Regions from separate parts of the Rattus norvegicus genome. Here region 2 is linked to region 1. Evidence: chromatin contacts called from public Hi-C data. All regions are on one chromosome and are shown on one strand. Each heading gives the region's core, a stretch centred on a gene start, on an enhancer-like site or on the middle of the called end of the contact. The rest is flanking DNA. Distances are from core to core; before and after follow the strand shown.

Region 1 (3,130 bases), core at 449-2,948:
GCAGTCAGTGTCCCTAACTGTTCAGCTGTCTCTCCAGCCCCCCAGTATTTTTTTTCCAAGACAGGGTTTCTTTGTGTAACCCTGGCTAGCCTTGAACTCATAGAGACCGGCCCCCCACCTCTGCCTTCCAAGTGCTGAGATTAAAGGCATGTGCCACCACCGTCCCATTTTACAAGTTAAGTATATAAAGCCAAATGGATTTGAATCCAAATTTAGAACTTATACCAGGCTAGTTTATGACCTGATAAGTTTTTACCCATTGGACAATACTAAGCACTCATTTTTAGGAATGTTGAGTAAGCAGTAGTTTATTACTAGGAAATACCACAGGTCTCTTCTTTGCTAAGTAGACCTACATCAAAAGTTTTAGTACTTTTTTACATTAGTGAGGCTTCTCACTAAAACTAAGGACTACAAATTACCAGACAAAATTGATACCAATAAACCGAGCAGACTTTTCTCAGTTGTCTTTACTATAGTGCTGAGTATCTAACCCAGGGCCAAAAATCTCTACTATTGGAGTCAGACTCCCCAACCCAAGATCATTGTTTTTCTAATCCAAGGGGACCTTTTTACTGTTTAGCACATTCTGGAACCAGCAAGGCCCCGAAGATCTCTTGTTGAATCCAATCGAAGGCTTTGTACAGTTCAAACTACAGACCCACAGTAAGCCACGCACTGGGTTTGTTACCCAGGAGATTCAGTGTGTGTGTGTTTGTGAGAGAGGGAGGGGGAGAGGGAGAGAGGGAGAGAGGGAGAGGGAGAAAGGGAGAGAGGGAGGGGGAGGGGGAAAGGGAGAGGGAGAGAAGAATGAATGAATATGAATTTGGGCCCAGGTCCCTACCACCCTTCCTCAATAAGACAATTAAAAAAGCCAAATTAAAAGTGGAAAGCTGAAAGATTTATTTAATGTGGAGACGTTGGGAAGAGGGTAAAGAGATCCAACGAATCCCTTCAAAGTCTATCTTCAGGGTCGGTTAGATTAAAGTAAACAGAACGCCAAGGGTTCTAACTTGAACATCTAATCAGACCCCGAAGATACAAAGAAACTATAAACAAAATTTTAACCCACATCGAGAAGAAACCACAGAAGACACACACACACACACACACACACACACACACACACACACACACACACACACACACACACACACACACACACACACACACACACACACACACACGTCTCCAGAGACAAATGTGAACCCAAAGGGACGAAAAGGAATTTGGCGACTCTGAGCGGCTGCCAAAGTGGGAGGTAACTTTATCTGGGACCAGCTACAGGAGGAACAGCTCCCTGACTTCCGGGCGGCGCTCGCGCTGCGTCCCCGTCGCGCAGTCATGACGTCACGGCGCAGAGCGCGGGCTTTTCGCAGGAGCGTGAGAAGTGAGGCGGCGCCGTCCGTCAGCGGCCGCAACCCGAGCGTGTCAGTGGGGCCGGGTGTTGTGGGGCCGGGTGTTGTGGGCACGCGCTCCGGGGTCGTGGTGCAGTGAGGGAAGCGCCTGACTTCCCGGAGGAGCCCCTCGACCCCCTTCACGGCCGCCACAGGCTCCACCTCAGTCGGGAGCTGGTTCCTCCTCCCGGCCCCTTGCAGCCCGCGGGCGTCCTCCCACAGGGATCTGGCGCGTCCCCGGAGTCCGCAGTAGCCGCTCCGTTCTGCAGTTGCTGGATTACCGAACGTGTGCGTCTCAGCTCCGTAATTAGTTAACGTGAATACTTTTAAATGACGTTAAGTTTTTCTGGTTATTGGCTCCCACCATATCCGCTTTCGGGTGCAGTTTGGTTCGAAGCACAATTATAATCTCTCCCCATCTTCATGATAAGTTCTGTTCTTGCCCCAAAAGATGGGCCTAAGGTAGTTCCGTTGGAAGAGCTTACCAGCGATTCTGGTTTTACCCGTCACAAGAAAGCAGGCCTGTGAAGCCTATGTTACTTTCTCTTTTGCAGACTTCTTTACCAAGAACATGACCGTTGAATACAAAAGGAGACCAACTTTTTGGGAAATTTTTAAAGCGAGATGCAGCACAGCAGGTATTGAAGTTTTATAAAATTTGGTAAATTAAGACCCATCAAAAAATTTTTTTTCAATAAAGTCAAGGTGTATGCTTGTTTTAAAAACAAACACCTCAGCACCTGGGAGGCAGAGGCAGGTGGACTTCTGTGAGTTTGAGGCCAGCCTGGTCTAAAGAGAGAGATTAAAAGACAGCAAGGGGGGTTGGGGATTTAGCTCAGTGGTAGAGCGCTTGCCTAGGAAGCGCAAGGCCCTGGGTTCGGTCCCCAGCTCCGAAAAAAAAAAAAAAAAAAAAAAAAGACCGCAAGGGCTTTATGAGAAACTCTGTCTCAGAAAAACAATTACTCGAGCTAGGTGTGATGGCACATATTTATAATCCTATGGAAGTTGAGGCAGAAGACTGAGCCAGGTGGATTAAATAGGTGTTCAAGACCAGCTTGGGCTACATAGGGAATTCCTGGATATTGGGAGCACAGAGCTTAGACCTGATTTTAAAAAAAAGGGGGTGGGAGAGATGGGAGTGACCCTGGTCTCTGCGTTTCTTCCTCAGCATCAATTAACTGGGCACTAGCTGGTTAATATAATCTCACCATTTGGGAAGTAGAGGCAGGAGGCTCAGGAGTTGAAGGTCATCCTGGGCCACAGGGTGAGCTCAAGGCCTGTAAGGGACACATGAGACTGTCTCTAAATTGAAAAGTAAAATAATTCAATACTTGACGGTTTTCTTTGTGCTGTGAAAAGCTTGTGGAGTCAGATCTAGTTAGCATAATCTTTTCCAGGCCAATCAGATGATGTAGACCACCTAAATAGATGGGAAATTAACTCTTGGGCATCCAGTGGTAAGAACTGTTTTGAAAGTGCTACTGGCAAATCAGAAGCATTGGGGATGCTAGTGATGAATACTTGTCAAACCTTCTCTTATGGTGTCTTTTATTTTAAACTGTGTGTGTGAGTGTGTTTATGCCTATGCTCTGTGTGTGTATATAGACACCCACAGAGGTCAGGAGAGGGCATCAGGTCCCCTAGAGTTGGATTTCCAGGTGCTTGTGAGCTACGTGATGTGGATATTAGACTGAATTTGGGTCTTCTGCAAGAGTAGTAGACATTCTTAACTC
Region 2 (3,130 bases), core at 463-2,962, 140 kb after region 1:
GCCCATATAATCACGTATTTTAAGTTCTGTTATAATAATTTATGGGAGGAGTCTGAAGTTATTATCATCTAAAAATATATGTGCACCTCATTTTTTGGAGGTACAGAAGATGAACTTATCTCATGCAAGCTAAACAAACACTCTACTACAGAGTTATGGCCTATGTCTTCTTCATGTTGTGAGAGTGTCGAAGTTGACAAGGGTGGCCTTGAATCCACTCTGTAGAATACAGTGAAGCCCTGAACTTTGCATCCTTCTGAGTTGCTGAGATTACAAGCCTATCTTTAACCAATCCACTCTAGAGTTTAGGAACCTAAATTTGGAAACTTAAATCCATATTGTGTGTATTTATATGTGTATGTATAGATCCAGAATTGAACATGTGTTTCTAAATTGAATTTAAACATGAATACCTTCCTGTTTAAAAATCACCATGTCTTTTGGAGTATAAGCTTCAATTTCCAAACTTCAATCATCTCTCTTTAGCATCCAAATACCAGATCAACTAAAATGCAGCCTTGGGGGCCTTTTCCTTTCAAGTAGTGTAAAAGCAGTTCCCAATTGAGTGTAAGAATTTGAAAAAAAAAAAAAGTTTTGAGTTTCAGTGACGATACAAATTATGCTCAGGAAAAATAATCAGGAAACTTTAAAAATCAAAACATTCAACTTTTCTAGTAGTTTCTCTAACTTAAAAAGTTCACTTTTCAGGCAGGGTGGTTTATGGCTGTAAACACTAGCGTTTGGGAGATGGAGAAAGGAAGATCAGGAGTTTACAACCAGCCTGGACTACAGAGTAAGTTCAATTACCCAAGACCCTGTCAATAAACTAACTTAATTAAAATTACACTTCTCTTGACAGGCCATGGTAGCTCAAACCTGTAATGCTGTCAATGGGAGAGTTCCAGTCCAGTATGGGCTGTCTACACAAATGGCTTCCATAGCAACCTGGTTTAGAGAGACTATGCCTTAAAAAAAAAAAATCACAACTTCGCTTCTCCTATCTTTTTTTTTTTTAACCGTTAAGAAACCAAAAGCTCTCTTTTAGTCAGTACTTCACTCGGCCTGCTCTTGGAAGCAAAACTAAAACCCCCACAAAGTAGGGAATAAAGGAGACAGGCCATTAGCAGAGATGAAGGAAGCTCCAACTGCGGAGAAAGCCATTTTCCCGGAAACAGCCCCCACCTCAGCCACATCCTCCCATTTCCTCATTCTAACGTCAGAGATACCCGAGGAAGAGCAGAGGGTGCACTAACATCGCCAGTACCCTACCTGGGCCCCCAGGCCTCCTGACCCCTAGGCAAGCTGCCAGGACAGAGGCGTCCCAGCTTCTCCGTCCCTAAGGAAAACGTCAAGATCCCTTCTAAGAATCCGGGGAGGCCTCGAAGGCTGAAAGGTTTCTTTTGGGGCTTCCACGCTCACAAATAGAAAGAATCGCGTCAAGCCACCAGTGAAAACTCGGCCGTTCACCTCAGATGAAACCGGAAATACCTCCCTTAACTACACCGGGACGCTTGCTCACCTCAAGCCACAGCTCTGTATGTACTTCCACCACCTTCCTCCCCAAGTCCTCCCCCAAAAAGAACTTCCGCGAATACACGAACCTCTGGGAAGTCGAGAGACCGTCCAAAACGTAGCTACTAAACGGAGCTGGAAAGAGACGCGAGACTGGAGCAGTTCCATACACAAGATGGCCGCCACCTCTTGGATTACCCATGCAGCACCGCGGGCTCACGCCAGGCATTATGGGGATTGAAGTCCGGCGTTCCCTGCAATCCTAGTTTACCTCGTGCCACCGAGACTCAGTCTTCCAGAGTCCATTGCATGACGCCTGTGCTATTTTGGCCACAAACGTAGACTCAGTCTTGTTCCCAGTCCTGGAGTTGGGGAAGTTAGTTAAAGAAACACCAACTTTGTAAAGGCAGCGACGTTCTCTGGCGTTCGCGACTAAAGGAAAAGAACAAGAGTGCTTGGCGCCCCCAGGTGGATGCGCAAGCCTCTGTGGTGAGTGAACAGTTTTCGGGCTTTTTAAGAGACAAAAGAATCAGACTAGGCTTCAAAGGAGAAAACATTTTGTATAACGGAATTCGGTTGCTATGGTTTCTCAGAAAGTAATTATACTTTCTGAAACTCCCACTCTTTGTTTCATTTGGACCCCCACAAGAAAATCGGCCATCTCGTATTCGAATAGGTCTTGGCTCCAACACAATAATGTTTTAATTTGAAAGTATAATAGCTAAAAGTCACAGTGTAGAATATTTACATTAGAATGCTTAACACCATTATTATGACCCAGAGGGCTCACAACCTATCCTCTTGCAGGATCTTCTTGAAATACAATTTTTACAGCAACTTTTGTTTCCTCGTATTTAGCTTCAAGTTCTGCATCATTTTTATAAAAATAAACACTTAAAAAATTACTATGTGTTTTATCTGAGTAAACACACACACACACACACACACACACACACACACAGAGTGAGTGTCTGGTGCACAGGAAAACCAGGAGTGTGTCAGATCTCATGGAAACCAGGTTGACCTTAAATGCCATATAAGCCAAGGTAATTTCACCTAGAATTTAGAATTTCTGATTCTCCTGCTTGGATTACAGGCCTGCACCTCTATACCCACCCTAAGGGAAACATTTTTCTTTTTGACATTCATGGTGATGTCATCTCATTGTAATATCTTACATTTTAATAACATGTCATTGAAAAGTTAAATAGTAGGAATACTTTTATTTTCTCATTTTTCCTTGCACATGCTGAGCTGGCAGTTTTCTACTGCCATAACTCCTGGCCAGTATTGGGTCCTGGGGATTGAGTTCAGGTTGTCCAGGCTTAGCAGTGAGTGCCTTTATCTACTGAGCCCTCTCACCAGCCCAAATAAAATTTCAAAGATGAAGTTTCCATATACTTCCTGTGTTGGTCCATTTAAACTGTTAAAAATGCCTTTCTTTCATTTTTAAGTATTAGAAATCTAGAGGTTGGGGATTTAGCTCAGTGGTAGAGCGCTTGCTTAGCAACCGCAAGGCCCTGGGTTCGGTCCCCAGCTCCGAAAAAAGAAAAAAAAAAAAGTATTAGAAATCTATTCCCATAGTTTTTTTTTTTTTCTTTTTTTCGGAGCTGGGGAC

Evidence for each region. Hi-C and Micro-C count contacts between places; a contact is called where the count stands out from the background.
Region 2: a Hi-C map of liver shows a contact between it and region 1, with 4 times the contacts expected there. The contact joins the promoter of N4bp2l2 here to the promoter of Brca2 in region 1. A contact is called at or near these places in 5 of 12 Hi-C or Micro-C datasets (the Rat2 cell line, Schwann cells, frontal cortex and 2 more).

The regions. Positions count from the first base shown.
Region 1 is chr12:4,893,749-4,896,878 of GRCr8, forward strand. It overlaps Brca2 (BRCA2, DNA repair associated), which reads left to right and starts at 1,699. Exons shown (of 27, transcript NM_031542.2): 1 at 1,699-1,859; 2 at 1,952-2,035. The coding sequence starts at 1,969.
Region 2 is chr12:5,033,964-5,037,093 of GRCr8, forward strand. It overlaps N4bp2l2 (NEDD4 binding protein 2-like 2), which reads right to left and starts at 1,713. Exons shown (of 6, transcript NM_001005533.2): 1 at 1,602-1,713.